Linked DNA regions of Sus scrofa: region 2 is linked to region 1. A link is a contact called in public HiChIP or PLAC-seq data. All regions are on one chromosome and are shown on one strand. The core of a region is the stretch at or near the end of the contact, and the rest is flanking DNA. Distances in the headings are between cores, read along the strand shown. Region 1 overlaps KLF7 (Kruppel like factor 7). Region 2 has its middle 110 kb from the start of CREB1.

What was found. HiChIP or PLAC-seq counts read pairs in DNA pulled down with a chosen protein or histone mark.
Region 2: an H3K27ac HiChIP or PLAC-seq map of skeletal muscle shows a contact between it and region 1, with 4 times the contacts expected there. The contact joins two enhancer-like sites. A contact is called at or near these places in 2 of 2 datasets of contacts at active chromatin or transcription factors (alveolar macrophages and skeletal muscle).

Annotation. Positions count from the first base shown.
Region 1 is chr15:110,347,950-110,353,498 of Sscrofa11.1, reverse strand. The region is part of intron 1 of KLF7 (Kruppel like factor 7); the gene reads left to right. Among named protein-coding and RNA genes, the nearest start is that of KLF7, 28 kb to the left of the region's middle. Within about 2 kb of position 3,723, at least 38 of the 83 cell types and tissues checked have an H3K27ac peak or open chromatin away from gene starts, as enhancers often do. A contact at or near this core is called in skeletal muscle, where this site is marked.
Region 2 is chr15:110,595,338-110,600,877 of Sscrofa11.1, reverse strand. No RefSeq gene overlaps it. Among named protein-coding and RNA genes, the nearest start is that of CREB1, 110 kb to the left of the region's middle. Within about 2 kb of position 1,482, at least 30 of the 83 cell types and tissues checked have an H3K27ac peak or open chromatin away from gene starts, as enhancers often do. A contact at or near this core is called in skeletal muscle, where this site is marked.

The DNA of each region.
Region 1 (5,549 bases), core at 2,474-4,973:
GGAACAAAGGGGTGAGGGGATGGCAGTGATGATTCAAATTAGTGTCTCTTCCTCAGTGAGAGTCTGGTGTGCCTGAAAGTGCATGTCATATGGTACCAGGCGAGCTACCTAAGGTTAAATGAGATGCCAGGGCTACTGGAAACCAAACTTCAGGGCCTCAGCCCTTGGTTCCTCCCTGTCAAGTTGAGTTGAATTGTTAATTTGAAATCTGCAATATCAGAATATGGTTCAGAAAAGAGCCAAGCACAATTTTTCTGTGCTTTACATGATGAGAAACCTTCTCTTTGTTTCTCCTTCATCTTTTTCCAGCCAGTGTGTGAAAGATTCCTACTGCCTACCATAATAAACAAGAAAGGGAGCGGCTTTGTGACTCTGGGAACAGCGACAGGTTTAGAGAAAGGCATCCAAAAGACATTAAAGAGAATCTACATTGTCAGTGGTATGTGCGCGCACACACACACACACACACGTGTTCACACACACACGTGTTCACACACACACAGGGAACCTGTACAGCTTATATTCAATATTTTCACCCTTAGCTCTTGCCTAGTTCAAACGCCATACCCTCTTAATTGGATTTTGGCTTACTTCCAGGCTCAGTGTTTGAGGGCTCTGTATCTGTGAAATAATGATCCTGAAATAAATAGCACCTCTCAGAAGAGATATCTTTTTATGTAAAATTCGTAAAGGGAATGGAGAAGAATGAAATGCTTTGTGTTTAGGAATTTATGGAAAAGTCCCCAGAACGGGCCAGAATAGGAATGTCAAGGACCTCATCTGTATAAGTGGAATGTGGGTCTGTTTAGGGTGACAGAAAACATGGGTCCTTGCTCACCGCGAGATGTGAATGCACTCTTCCATTGAAGAACTGGTGTATGTGGGGATGCCAGCATTGGAGACCAAATGGATGTGACCCTCAGGTGCTTCGGGGGCCAGTGCCCAGAGGTGCCTTTCTCAGGGATGGTAGAAATGATATAGAATAGTTGAACCTCAGGGCACCAGTGAATAAACCTGGCACGGAGGCCAGGAGACGGTGGCTTTTTTTTCATCTGAACCATAGATGATGTGGTACCAACTCCTGAGAAGAAACGCTTTCTTGGCATCTGTTTGAAATGGGCAGATGTGAGAACCCTGTGTCCTGAGAAGAGGCTCCATTTTCCTCAGTCTGATGAGGATGAATCATGAGGGCCTTCTCCATGCTAAACCATGAACAGAGGAGAAACGTTGATGCAGCCCTTCGACCTAATAAGGTAGACATTTTAGAATCCATTTCCTGATGGGAGAGACCAGCTAACATCCTCTCTGGAATTTGGGATTGACTAATGGCTTCATTGATTGATTTACCCATTAAATGAGTATGTTTGGATGCCTTTTCCAGGCCCTGTGCTGGGTGCTAGAGATTCCTTGGCGCATAAGACTAGGTCCCTACTCTTCTGGAACTTCCCCAATAGTAGGGAAAGATAGACGGTAGACATGCACACAGATAATTTAGGTCTTTTTAGGGCTTGGTAAGTAACTACAGGGCAAATAAAAGGAGGTGGTCTGATGGAGAATGAAGAGGTTGTTTGGGTGAGTTTTATCTAGGCAGATCAAAGGAATCTCTGAATAGGTGGCAGTTAAACCAAAACATAATATAAGAAAAGAAATTAGGTGTGCTGTGACCTGGGGGCTCTGAATTCTGGGGTGCAGGAATGGCAGGCACTGTGTGTGTGAATAGGGGAGGGGTAAGAACTGAGGAAAGCAAGACCCGTTCATGTAGGGTCTGATTTGCCATGGCCAGGAAACAAGCGTGATGGCAGGCCATTGAAGGGTTGTCAGCAAGAACTTTGAGCTGGAAGGCATCTTTGAGAGTACAGCCCACCCATTTTGCAGCGAAGGAAATGAACTCCCTGCTCAGGTTGAGGAGTTAGGGGGAAGGGGGAGAGGCGGTGTTGGAAAGGGAGGTATTGAACTTGATTCCCCAGACCATGTTCTTTCTACCAATAATAAGTGAGCATTGAAAATAGCAATTTGATTGCTTGTGTGTATTGCTTCTCTTCTGGTGGTTTCTGGAGGCCACAGGAGAAAAGATGAAGTGGCAGAAGGGAGAGGGATGCTCTCTGGGATGAGAAGATGGTTTTACTTCCCACAAAGGGCTGCCCTGTGGCCTTTTAGGAGTCTAAATGTGCCTCTTATTTGGGAATGCTGGGTGTGTCAGACAGTAAGCAGTTAAAGTTTTTTGTTTTGTTTTGTTTTGTTTTAATGGAAAGCATTGAAGAGACAAGTAAAATCACCTGTAATTAAATATTAAATACCGCTGAATCGTCCAAGGACAGTTGTTGGTAATGCATGCATACGCATTGTTTCTGATATCCTTTTTTTTTTTGTCTTTTTGCCATTTCTTGGGCCGCTCCCGTGGCATATGGAGGTTCCCAGGCTAGGGGTCCAATCGGAGCTGTAGCCGCCGGCCTACTCCAGAGCCACAGCAACACGGAATCCGAGCCGAGTCTGCAACCTACACCACAGCCCACGGCAACGCCGGATCCTTAACCCACTGAGTAAGGCCAGGGATCAAACCCGCAACCTCATGGTTCCCAGTCGGATTCGTTAACCACTGAGCCACGACGGGAACTCCTGTTTCTGATATTCTTTTGGTAAAGAAGGAAGCATTTTTGGCTGTCATCATTTTCTGGGACCCATTCTGACCAAAATTGTGATCAAATGTGTTGTCGTTTGGACCGAAGTGTTTTGAGTTGCTTCATTCATTCATTCATTCATTCAATAAGACAAATTCTTGAGTCAGGCCATGGGTCAAAAACAGGACCAGGTGTTTTGAGGAACCCACGTTCTAGTGAAGATTACATTTAAATGCTGGTGAGGCTGATGTCTGTGGGGAACCAGAGAATTAGTTTCATAGTGTCCTATAAATTTGGATTAGTGAGTGTGTGGGGCTTCATGAGCGAGGCCCTGAGGTCCCTGTGAAGAGTGACCAAGGACCACCTTCCAGCAAGCAGTCTGTCCCATAAGTCCCTCTCTTCTGCCTCTCAGTGTACACACAGGGCCAGTTTCCTCAACTGTGGTGAGCAGCACAGTGGCACATCCATGCAGCCCCCTTAAATATTTTGGGAAGTTGATTCCAAGTACCTGAAATTAATTAAGTAAATGTGCAACCATCTATGTCAGGAAAAGCGGCTTAGGGCTTGGTCTCATTATGTTTTTGGCTGTCATTTTTTGCAGCCTGAGGAGTAGAACAAACATTCCTCTTAGGGCCCCCACATTGTCTTTAACATTCCACAGTGGAAGTCCTTGAAAACTCTCTTGGTTTTGAAAATATTCTCTGTGATCACCAGCCACTAAATTGCATCTGCCACTGAGGGCCCCAATGGGATATGAACCTGTTGTTCTGGGGAAATTCAAGCTTCGACTGGGTTTGTGTGTGAGAGAGAGAGAGAGAAGTTGTGTGTGTGTGTGTGTGTGTGTGTGTGTGTGTGTGTAGTGTACATTGTACATGTGAGAAACTTGCTTTGGGGTAAAAAAGCAACCATACATGTATATGTATTTTTTTATGGGCAGCAGAGGAAGGGTATGTTTAACCCAACTGAGAAGGATATAACAACGTGCCAGAAGGAAGTCAGTGAAATGAGCTTGCTTTAAAAAACAAAAACAAAAACAAAAAAACCAGTAGCCTGAGTCAGCCTGTGCAAGTGATTTGGGAGAGGAAGGGGAGATGATGTCATGGGTTCGGCATGTTCCCGTCTTGGCCACTCAGTGCAGAGGGGCCCAGGGAGTTTGGGGCGGGTGTGTGTGTGTGTGTGTGTGTGTGTGTGTGTGCGTGCGTGTGTGTGCGCGCGCGTGCGCAGAGTTAACGGGAGCGGGTGGGGGTGGAACAAGAGCAGGTTGTAAAACAGGATTAATAACCCCTTGTCAGACCTTTCCCTGTTACTGTGTTTTTCAGTAATTTTGGTTTGAATGAAGGCTCTCTAGCCAATTAATGTTTATTTGTTTCCTTTGGCAAGACCCATTGGGGGAAGGGATGAGATGGGTGAGTTTAAAATTTTTGTTTTGTTTTTATATTTTGGAAGAAGAGGCAAGTCATGTGAGTCTGGGTTTTCCATGAAGGCTCCCCTGCCCAGCCCCCACCCTCAAAACCCCTCCCCCAGCCCCCCTGCCCCTGCCCCCCCCATCCCAGCCCACCCCTTTAAGAGGCAGGAGGCAAGACATGGCCAGCTGGTGCCTTGAACTGACACAGGTGCAGAGGCTGTGGGGGGTGGGGAGCCAGGAATAATTACAGGTTTCCGAAGCATCAGGCCCCTTCTGACACAAGCCCTCGTCTCAAAAACTGCTCTTTATGGAAAATTAATGGTGAAGCTGAACAACTGTCAGGATCATTGTTCTTGGGCAGCATCGCTTCTCTCCCAAGTCCTTGGGTTCTCGTGAGCCACTGGGATGGGGTGCCCTCTTTCCCAAGCAAGATCTAGTTGGTGCTCTCCATCCCTAGAGGAAATGGGTTTTTCCTCTAGGGATGTCTCTTCTGCATTTTTTTTCTCTTTCTTAAACCACACTTTCAGCCCAGATGTAGGTCTTCGCTCTAGTGTAGGATGATTTTTTCATTGACTACTAGGACATAGATTTTATTTTGTCTGTGAAAGTGGAATGACCAAATCAGAGACACTAATGAAACTTGTTTTCATTCTATAAGGTAACAACTGGGATTTCCTCCAGTGTGTGTCAGGCTAAACTGAGGCTTCTTTGGGAGATAAGGTGATAGTGGACCCAGGCATCTTATGCAACGCAACTGTAGTAAGCAGTGGTATCTCGCCACCTCTCAGAAGTTGAATATAGCTACAGTCCAGTGGCCAAGTTATAGCGAGTGACTCTCCTTAAGGGCTGATGGGGATTAGGTGCAGTCATTGTGGGTAGAGGCCAGAGCAGTAGACTTAATATATTCTGAGAAGTAACATATGGAAAAATAACCCTGAGCTGAGGTAGAAGGGTCTTTCGTCCACCTTATCCCTAGTGGACACTTAATTAAGGATCATAGACACTGTGAAGGAGGAAAATGCTTTTCCAAGTTGTTGGAAGTATGGGGGACCCCATGCCTTCCTTCAAAGAGCAGAAGAGGAGTTCCTGTCAGGGCTCAGTGTAAACAAATCTGACTAGGAATCATGAGGTTGTGGGTTCGATCCCTGGCCTCGCTTAGTGGGTTAAGGATCCGATGTTGCCATGAGCTGTGGTGCAGGTCGAAGACTCGGCTCAGATCTGGCGTGGCTGTGACTGTGGCTGTGGCGTAAGATGGCAGCTATAGCTCTTATAAGACCTGTAGCCTGAGAACCTCCATATGCAATGGGTGCGGCCCTAAAAAGCAAAAAACAAAACAAAACAAAACACACACACACACACACAAAAACCCCCCAAAACCAAAAAAAAAAAAAAAACCACAAACAGCAGAAGACCTGGGCTCCAACTCTGCCAAGTTACATGACTTTAAAACTCAACGCTTAATTTGGATTTGAGTTGTTTAAGGGGGAGGGTTTTTTTTGTTTTGTTTTTTTTTTTAAATGCGCTGC
Region 2 (5,540 bases), core at 233-2,732, 250 kb before region 1:
TTTTCTCTCTCCTGCAGACAAAGGACTCTTCCTAAACAGCAGATCTGATCATGTCACTCCGCCTGCTTAAAGTACTTCTCTGACTCCCCAGATCTTTATTCTGGTTTATAAGGCCTTTCGTTATCTGATCCACACTTAGCCCTGCAGCCTTACATGGCTCACCACACCCCTGTGGAATGCTTCATATACCCCAGCCACAAGGATCCAGAAGGGCTCTCCTTTCTGACCCTGGCCTCCACTCTCCTCCTCTCTTTGGTTTAACTTCCAATCACCTTCCAGGCTTAGGTGTTCCCCTGGCACTCCAAGGGCATCCTTAACTCCTCTTTTTTCACTTACCACACTGTTCCGAAATTGCCTCTTGACTTGTCTGCTTCTGCTGTTAATTCGATGAGAGCAGAACTGGGCCTGTCTGGTTCATCTTGTATCCTTAGCATTAAATGTGGAGAGAAGACAGCCAGACATGATGAAAGAGGGAGCGACTCTTTTTTCCAACTTTGCTTGTAGCTGCTCTTAAGTCAGGTCAAAGGCAAAATGTTAATGTAGCCCCAGTATCTATTTCTAGGTATGGCTCCACACTTTCCCTGTACAAGTGGGTTTTCTTTTTGGAAGATGGGTCAAAGGATGGAATGAAAAGTGAGACTGTGGTTCTAATTGGTTGTTGTGAGTATAGAAAATGTAAATGTGGGTGAACGCGTTTGGTCTATTTCTCCCAGACCCAGACGGGAAGGACCTCGAGCACACACCCGTGCCTGTGTGGGTATCTGGGTGTATTGTGTTGCTCAGCATGGAGATGGGTTAGCTTTGTTAGAAATTAATGCCTGTGAGTTCTTCTGATAAAGCAGTTGCTGAGCTCTGCTTTCTCTGCCAAAGAATGACCTATGTGTGTCAAAATGGTATGTTTCAGAAAGAAAAAAGTCACAAATCCTGGAAGGTTACCCTGAGATATCTATTCATTACTATAGCCCAGATTTAATGACTAGAAAAGAGGTGGTTTTTTTTTTTTTTTAACTCTTTGAATGTGGCTGTACATGTGTGCATATGTGATTAGCATTGGCTCAAACCAATTTAGAAGAATGTAGCTTATATCAAGAAAGTAAAATTGCAGAATATGAAAGAGGTAACCTGGGATATCCAGTCACAGATAGGCTGTGGGATTGTAGTTTGATTTTTTTTACATTCTTAAAAATTATTTTGAATACACATTTTTTCCCCAAAACTTTTTCTCCCACCATCTCCCCACAGCCCCAATGAGACTTCTTTGGAGGTAGGCCAGACTTTGCTGTGCCCTTCTCTCGGTCACAGACTAGCAGATAATTGTGGAAATGTTCTCTTGACGTTGCTTAGCCCCGTGACTGCAACAGGCACCTGAAGCTGCATGGCTCCCTTTGTCTCACGAATAGTACAAATTGGGTAATGCATTTGAGCAAGGCTGGCGGATTCCTGCCAGGATGAAGGCAGAATCAGAAGCAAAGGAAATCTAAAAGATGCCTGTTTCACTTCCTCCCTGCACTTCCCTGTGCTGGGTCCACACAGTCTGATGCAAACACCTAGTAAGCTGGCTTGCTGATAAATCACAGAGCAAGGTGATGTGTCTTTGCATTTCTTGAAAAACAATCAGATGGTGAGAGCCTGCCACTCGTTGCTGGCAAGAACTTTAGTGATTTGTAGCCACCCAAATAATCTCTTCTTTTCCACTTTTCTGTTTGGGGCTTTAAGATGTATCTTGTTTCTTTAAGCAAAACAGCTGACTTGACTTGTGTCTGACTTCTGGGAATAATTGAATTCTTCTGGCGGGGGCTGAGTAACCAGAGAGCAGCAAATGAAAATTTCACTCTGAAACACACCCACACTCACCCACATGCAGACATGTGGGCTCGGCCACAGAGCTCTCTGTGGTTTAGGGAGAGAGATTTGGGGAATATTCATGTATTATTTGCCTTTTTAATTTCCCAGCCTATTTTAGGGGTCAAATCTATAAATCTCAACATGGAAAGTGGGAAAGTGAAACTTTATATGGTCAAGAGGCATGTGGATTTTTAAAAGTTGAGAAACATTGTGACAGAGAAGTAGGGTCATTTAGTGATCTCGCAGCCCTGCTTTGATGGAAAAACCATGCTCTGGTAGAGGAGGAAGTCAGAGCGGCAAAGAAACTAACAATATTTGAATGTTCACTTCCTCTTGACGCACTTTGAGTGAATCGGCATATGTAATTCTCACAACAAAGCTGCTATTCCACCTATTTTTACAGATGATGAAGATAAGGATTCGAAAGATTTAATATGCTCAGGTACATCCATCTGGTAAGAGACAGAATTGGGACTTGAACCCAGATTGCTCTGATGTCAAATATAGCTCCAATTATATCACTTTAAACCACTGGGGCGGGGTGGGGGGGGAGGATCTACAACCTACATAACTATGGACTGTGGAGTTGCTCCTCTACTTGTCACAGCAGCGTCATTTCTCTTGCTCCCTTGCCCTCCTGTCTCCCTGAAAGGTTTTGAAAGGCTCATTACTGCTGGGTAGCTCCAGGGAACATCCCCAGTACAGCAGACCTGCCTTCCTTTCGAAGTTGGACATGGCACCAGCATGCGCGTCTTTACACAGAATTAGGAAGGAACATTTTTTTTTTTTAAGATTTGTATTTTTTTTTACAGCAGTTTTTAGGTTCATGGCAAAATTGAGAGGAAGTTGCAGAGATTTCTCATCCCCCCATTCACAGCCTTCCCCATTATCAACATCCCACACCAGAGTGATACATTTGTTGCAACTGATGAGCCCACATGGACACATCATTATCACCCAAAGTCCAGGGGTTTACATTAGGGTTCAGTCTTGGTGGTGTACATTCTATGGTTTGGGATGAACGTATAATGACGTATATCCATCATCATAGTGTTGTACAGAGTATTTTCGCTGCCCTAAAAATCTCTTATGTTCCACCTATTCATAATTCCTCCCTTGTCCCCAAATCCCTGGAAACTCCTGATCTTTTTACAGTCTCTACAGTTTCAATTTTTTTACAACTAGAAAGGTAAGGATGTGGGGTGATTTATTGAGCTCACCATTACTTTTCCATCCACTCAGAATTAGCTTGTATATTTACATTGAGTCACCAATCAACACAAGCCCTCTCCATGAACAAACTGTAGTGGTTATCTACCTGGGAGATACAGGGACGCTCTAGCTGCAGTTAGGATTCATGAGTAGCTTAATCTGGTTATGGGGAGAGGCAATATATATCTATCCAGCTCCATAGCTCTTCAGATCTGTCTGTCTGTATCTGTATCTATGTCATTAACCATAAAATTAGAGCAGTGAGAAAATTTTCAGGGCTTCAAACACCTGCTAATTGTGGAAGTGAGTAAATATATCCAGAAGGTTTTGAGAAGATTTGAAATTGAACATGTTCTTTTTAGATCCTGGTAATGCCTACTTATTAGCCTTTCATGAGGATAGATAAGGGTTATTCTTTTAAAAAGCTCCTCTTTTGTACAACAGTATCCCGAATAGCCAGGAGTTGGCAAGGGCTTTTCTGATGTTTCTTGGAGGAGTTGTGGAAATAATTTTGTACCTTGGATTCTGTGATTTATTTCCATTAGAAATAAATTTGGGATTTATTTTAAGGTTTCCAAAAACTGGAAGCACCGTGGTGTCAGAATTATTTTTTTATTAAACACTGTATCCCTGGCTGCATTTCAGGTACTGGCTGAATTCTGCACAGTGGGTTGTGTTAGCAATAGAAATGATGTTGAATAATAGTCATGATAATAATTACATATATATATGTGTGCGTGTGTGTGTGTAGGTTCATAGCAAATTCTATTTGGCTAAACTGGGTATTTGACTCTGCCGACTCAGTTTTGGTAGCTTCAAAGATAAGTGATAAAGATGCTCCTGTCGTGGCTCAGTGGTTAATGAATCCAACTAGGAACCATGAGGTTGCAGTTTCCATCCCTGGCCTCGATCAGTGGGTTAAGGATTTGGCGTTGCCGTGAGTTGTGGTGTAGGTTGCAGACACGGCTCGGATCTGGCGTTGCTGTGGCTGTGGTGTAGGCCAGCGGCTACAGCTCTCATTAGACCCCTAGCCTGGGAACTTCTATATGCCGCAGGTGCAGCTCTGGAAAAGGCAAAAAGCCAAAAAACCAAAAAGCCAAAAAGCCAAAAAGCCAAAAAAAAAAAAAAAAAAGAAGAAAAGAAACATAAGTGATAAGTACTATGTTCTCTCTGAAGACCGAGCACAATCATGCTTGAAAAGAGATTTGAACTCTTGAGCACAAGTGCTTTGAATGCAAACCGTTCTTTATTTCCTTCAATATGTTTTACAGATTGACATCTTAGACAGGAAGGAAATCTTCCCTATACTGTCAGTTCAAGCTGGACTCCCAGATGAGAACTGAGTGGTGGACAAGGAAGCTGGGAAAATCTGACTCTCCAGAAGCAGCCCTGCCACCTTGCTGCCACCACGAGCTAGAATTGTTTTCTTTTTCTCACAGAATCTTATTTTTGAAAGACAAATTACACACTTTGCTCCAGTACATAGTCATGTATCCCAGCCTCTTTCTTGCTCCCTTCTCACTCTGTCCTTCCCTCAAGCTCATTAATTTCTCTGTTTCCATGCAAGAGAAATGGAGTGAATCATTCAGCAGGAGAAATCATCAACCGTTTAGAATCTTCGACATTGATTTAGAATCCACTTTCTTGTGGTTTAAATCATGACTAAATAAACAAGGCCCAGAGGAAGGAAAAAAGAAAAGTGATCATCTAGCGAAGGCCGAGGAAACAAACCAGAATCTAATGCACACTGAGCTCTGGGCCAGGTCCTGGGGAAAAGATCCAAAATGTAAAACTTGTTTTTAGCCTCCTGGAGCATAAAGTCTAGTTGAGGAGAAAAGCATGCTGATGGTTTATGAGACATGATGGGATACATTATAGCCATCACCCAAACACCACTTCCCTTCCACCTCTTTCTTGACTCCCAGGGGCCTTGGAAATCCATATGCAGTCTCTCTTACAGTTCCCAGGAGTATCCTGGTAGCAGGAGGACACTTTGACTGGCTCAGAGTCAGCATCGGGATTACCTCTTATGGATGCTACCCCCTAGTGGCATGACCCATTGTAGTAGACTCTCGCTGTTCAAATTACAGCCCCTCTCAGTACCACGAATGGATACTTGAATATGAGGGGTTCAGATTCTTGGTCTTCTCAGAGTCCTGAGACCAAGACTCTTTTCCTCCTCTGCAACCCTAGCAGTTTCCTCCCCAGGGTCTGGAAATGTCTTCTCATAGATCTTTAAGACACATAATTTATGAATCCATGTTCCTGGAAAAATGTAAGCATCTTCCTCTTCTCCTAAGGGTGGCTACCTTGATCACTCTCTTAAGGACTATTAAGGTGACCTTCCTTCTCATCTTTGGTTAAAGGGAAGAAAAACAAAGAAAGCAAGAGTGGTCAGTTATCAAGGAAGCACAAAAATATGTGCCGAGCAGCAGCAGGTAGAAGATGAACATTTTCATACACCTTATTCTATGTACTCTCCA